Regions from separate parts of the Gasterosteus aculeatus genome. Here region 2 is linked to region 1. The links are chromatin contacts, called in public Hi-C maps. All regions are on one chromosome and are shown on one strand. The core of a region is the stretch at or near the end of the contact, and the rest is flanking DNA. Distances in the headings are between cores, read along the strand shown.

Region 1 (2,664 bases), core at 70-2,569:
CCACGGCGTCTGGGCCCGACGTGCCTGCCGTCGCTGGTGGAGAATTGGACCGGGTAGCAGTTTTCCTCCGCCTCGCCTGCGGCGGCTGTATTGGTCCCGACTTCCGGGTGCGATTCCGTCCTGGCGCGGGAGGCGGGGAGGGATCGCTGCGCTCCCCTCCCGCTGTGTGTTTCACCAAGTCCCGCAGCTGTGAGAGAGGGAGCCCCGGTGCGGCAGTCACGCCGCGGTTCTGTAGTTGAGTGAGAATTTCTTCTTGCTCGTTCGTAGTGGAGCCGCTGCGCCTTGTGAGACGAGTGCTCCTGCGCCGGCCGCTCGGTGGGCTGCTGGCCGGCTCCGGTTGTTGAGACTCGCGTCTCCGGAATAAATCGCTGTCCGAATCGGACATTCCTTTGCCGTCACGATCGCTGCTAATCCAGGCGAAAAATAATCCTCACCTTTGGAGCGTGCTGAAATGACAACTGACAGCAAGAGAGAGGAGAACAGTTTTTTAACGTTGCCTGCCCCAATGCGATTGGTTTACGGTGACGACACCCACGTCTGATACTACTCGACCCCGCCCCTAATCAGCTGGCCGTGCGCCCCCAGGGAGAGAGGAGGCCACCAGGGAACGGCACAGCCTGTCCAGTCTTCCTGACTGAATTTTCGCCTAAGCTTCATTTAATCCTGTTACATTTTGTTGCTCCCTGCCAGATTATTTTGTGCGTAAGCAAAGTCTTCCAGTGTTTCTGAATTAGTCCATCTGCGCTGATCTTACCTGCCTTTTGACCACGTATTCTCTGCCTGTCCCATTTCGGATTTGTGTGCCTCTCTGGTTGCCATCCTGGTTCTGACCCTGCCTGTTTTTATCTACTGGCCCTCTGGATTTGATTTGATTTGCCTACTGAGGGATCTCCCGGTTTTCGGCCTTGCCTGAACTTCCAGTAAAATCTGGCATGCCATCAACATGTACCACAATGTCGTGGTGAATCCCATAATGGTACGGTGTTGCCTCAAGGCAACATTTGCATTTTTACAGGTTTACATTACATATTTAGCAAACAAAGTACATCAAGCTATTAGAAGTCAGCAAAAAAGGTTTTCATCCAGAGAGTCATGCGACAAATTCAAACTCCTGGCTCTTTTTCAAAGTATTGCATCAGAACTGGGGATGTATTGTGCGAATGTAGAAGGCCAAAAACGGGTATGTTGCCTAGAGTCAACATCATACCATAGAGGGTTAATACTTTTTGTAACGTTATGACTGTCCAGTTGGAGATTGTCGGGGATGGCACCGAAGCGTGGTTACGGAGCATTCGGCTGTGTGCAGTGAGCCCAGGCGGTGTCTGTTTCGTGTAGACGCCGTTGGATTAATCCTCCGGACTTCGGGGTGGTTTGTTTTGGTCCTCTCTGAATGTGAAGTCGTCGGAGGTGGAAACCGCAATGGCATCCATGCTGAAAGTTGGGTAGGTAAGCTGATTGTAAGTAGTTTTACTGTCCAATCTGGTGATACCTGCCTTCGGTCTGGTTTTAGAATGCGTACTCGAGAATGAGAAGAGGGGGTTTATGGAAATACCAGAAGAGGCGTGTTGGAGGCGTGGTCCTGCTACTGAAGTTACCCTAATTAGCTTCAGTGTTTTTACCAGCACATGCTCTGTACTTAAATTGAGTGTTTTAGAAAGTGTACTGCAGTGGGGGGAGGGAGCAACACTACATATAAGAAACAAATTATAAAACTCAAAAATATCACTAGTTGTCCAACTAACTGGAATAACTGTCACTCATTTAGAATTGAATCCAACCCCCTGCATATGTGTTTGAATATGACAAATATCGCATTAATAAAAAAAAGATTTGCCCTTAGCCCTAGACAGTAAGGGATCAGGAGAAGTAAGATGAGCTGTCTTAAGGGATCCACAGTCAACATATGCAGGATTGTCTTTCTACTAGCTCTACGTATCGACAAATACCAGTGGGATACGATGCCATGTGTCTGTGCCTGAAGACTGCCAGCGTTAGTCTCAGATTGGGTCTCCAGAGCCGAGTGCTGGCTGGTGCTCTCCAGAATGAAATGTTCCTTACATCATTCAAAACCAATATTATACTAGTTGCAGTCACCAAACCCTATGGCACTCCGATGGTGTTTTTTTGAAAACCGAAGAAGAGAGGCTTCAATTTGAGAACGTCAGAGGAGCCACAGCCATTACCGCTTCAGCCCCACCGCTTAATTTCCTTTTTTCTCCATGCTGCTTTTTATTTCATTTTTGGGCAAGTTTTCATGTCTAAGGCACGTGAATCTCTTGGGTTTAAAATTCTTTTCTGCTCGCAGTGGCATAAAAACTTTATAAAGCTTACTCTCTTACACTCTACTCTTTCTTTCACTCTGTGTGTGTGTGTGTGTGTGTGTGTGTGTGTGTGTGTGTGTGTGTGTGTGTGTGTGTGTGAGAGAGAGAAATGTGCGGTCTGGATCCAAGTCTGTGGCTGGAAACGCTTTCAAGAAGAAAGATGGAAAGATCAGAGAGAGACCGAGCAATCTGAAACTAATCATACCATGGCGGCTCTCCCAGAATCATTGTGAACACATGCTCTGTGCCCCTTAGCCTTGTTGTTTATGTCGCCTGTCTGGAGTCAATTCTTAGCACAGTTTGAGGGCAATCACAGTCTTACATATGCAACACTCTGTTTTTC
Region 2 (2,664 bases), core at 98-2,597, 990 kb before region 1:
CCAACTGAATTGTCCTCTATGGCTTAAAGGCGCCCTAAATCGGTTGCAAAAGCTTGCATGCAGCGTTTCCGGGCTTTTTTTAGGCGATCGCCACCCAGCTAAAAACTGAAATGACAACCAATGGTGGTGCAAAATCAAACTGTTATTTTGATCACCGCACTGATATGAAACGCTCAGGTCAATGTTAACGGGTATACGTTACATTATGGCTCAATTCAGTACATGGTGACTCACTCTCAACTAATCAGAACGCTTCACTGTATCATAAAAGAATATATGATACCGGATAAGAAACAACCAGTAGTCAATGTGAAAGCAACCACTTGAATCTACGATACTTTGTTGAATTCATATATTTGTGAATCTGACTTTGAAAGAGTCAGTGCCTCCCAGCCACGAACCTCTTCACATTGGACTTCATGTGAAGACTATCGCCCTCTCAACCAAGCGCACTATGTCCAAGAATTCCAGAGTAAAGAACACAACACAACCAGATAACTCCATTCAAAACTGATTTGGTTAAATAAAGGCACAATTACATGACAGTTCCGTAATTGCACTTCTGCCATCAAGGTAAAAACCAGACTAATGACACATTTCACTGGCAGATTGACATGAGTGCATGCCTGCCTATCTAGCCGTTTCAGTATCTCTCCATCACCTGACTCTGCCCCTGCCGTTGTCCCTGGGGTTCTTCAGATGTGGCCCTTGAAATCAGGGACAGGAGATTTTGTGCAGCCTGCGTGGCTTAACATGCATTATACTGGAAAGGGATTTTAGATGTATGAACATGGTAAAGGGACGTTACAGTGTATTGCATAGGCTGTATTGAAACAAATTAAGCTATTACCATGACAGCCCTCCAACACCCATTGCTTTCAGCATCTCTGGCCGGATCTCATCAATCTCCGGGGCTTTGCCACTGCGGAGTTATTTGACTACCTCAGTGACCTCCACCAGGCAAATTGACGATGATCCCTCCTCCGCCTCCAGCTCCGCCTCTACCTCCGCCTCTACCAAAGAGGGTGTAGTAGTTGGATTCAGGAGTTCCTCAAATTGTTCCTTCCACCGCCCGAGAACCTCCTCAGTTGCGTTAAACATGGTCCCATCCTTACTGTACACAGCTTGGATGGTTCCCCGTTTCCCCCTCCTGAGGTGCCGGATGGTTTTCCAGAAGAACTTTGGCGCTGATAGAAAGTCCTTCTCTGTAGTTGCTAGTGCAAATTTGTATTTAAAAGGGAGGTTTCATTTAGATGAAACCTGATACTCCATTCTTCCTGTATTTGTTTTTGACTGTGACGTAGATTCAGGATGTCATCACTAGACACCTAAAAGTCAAACACAGAGAATATCGTGTCCGTAAACCAGTGAGATCAAGTGACGGATCACGATCTGATGATTAGAATCTCCAAAGGCACCTTCGCTCAGGTAGGTCACATGAAACGCTTAAACACAGTAAATATGAAGTTAATTGTTATCGAAAATGACTATGTTACATTGTAATTTCTGTACATGTGTGAAATTATATTTTATAATTTTTACTACTTCTGCTTCACCACATTTCACTGGGAATTTGTCCATGGTACATCACACTACATTATCCAAATTGTGTTGTTATTTGACTGTATTATTGGATACTGCCAATTTAATATTTACATACAGATAAAAATATATGACCATGTTTATAGAATCAAACATAGTATCAGCATTAAAATGAATGAATTAGCCGGAGCCAGAAGCAGATAGTTTACTACGTCGAACAAAGTTTTGTTACAAAAAAAGGTCTTCCTACACCAAAAAATATGTGCTCATACAGTCTATTAGAAAAATGATACTCGACATACTCGGTCTAAAATCATTAAACAGGATGTTAAAGTGCAAAAAGGATACAGAATTGAAACACATAGGTGTAATATGTCATGAATCAAGGCTATTCCTTCATCTTTTGAGTGGGAATATGTAGTTTGTAGCACCATCTCATTTAGTCACATCGCTCATGATGTCCACCTTAATTGTCCGGTTGCAAAAGCTTGCATTGCCCGAAACCGATCGACCAATTTGGTGGGACTACCAGGGTTTTTTCGCCGATTGCCACGGAGCTAAAAGCTAAAATGTCAACTCACGGTTGCACAAAAGCTAACCTGTTACTTTGATTGCGCAGTGATATGGAACGCTCGGATCAATGAGAACAGCAACTGTACATTATCGCTCAATAATGCACCCCCGTGACTCACTCTCAACCAATCAGAATGCTGGATTTCATCTACTGGTCTTATAAATACAGATAAACAATTGCAAGTCAACTGGACTACATGACAAAAGAAACACTTTTAGCAAACAGTTCAATTTGAGCTAAAGTTCTCAGTTCTGAACAAGAATATCTCATACGCTGTACGTCTTCAAGACCCTCACTGCATTTGTAGATTATTGGGTGTGGGACATGTCTGGAAGGTCGTCACAGTCCTAAACAACAATAGCAGCATTAAAACCACAATGCCATGTCAAAAGTCACTTTCCACATTTGACATGCCATTTGCACAGACAATGGTTATTTTTATGCCTTACAAGGCTCCACAAAATCAAGTCCGTAAGATGGTACCGTAGGTCGGCGTGCTTGTCGGAGCTCAGGTAAATCCTCCACCCAGAAAAGAGGGGTTAGTACTC

The links. Hi-C and Micro-C count contacts between places; a contact is called where the count stands out from the background.
Region 2: a Hi-C map of skeletal muscle shows a contact between it and region 1, with 14 times the contacts expected there. The contact joins the promoter of LOC120817088 here to the promoter of pcdh18b in region 1. A contact is called at or near these places in 2 of 6 Hi-C or Micro-C datasets (skeletal muscle and tail fin).

The regions. Positions count from the first base shown.
Region 1 is chr4:20,160,417-20,163,080 of fGasAcu3.hap1.1, reverse strand. It overlaps pcdh18b (protocadherin 18b), which reads left to right and starts at 1,319. Exons shown (of 5, transcript XM_040174699.2): 1 at 1,319-1,442.
Region 2 is chr4:21,154,819-21,157,482 of fGasAcu3.hap1.1, reverse strand. It overlaps LOC120817088 (NXPE family member 3), which reads left to right and starts at 1,347. Exons shown (of 7, transcript XM_078101013.1): 1 at 1,347-1,428.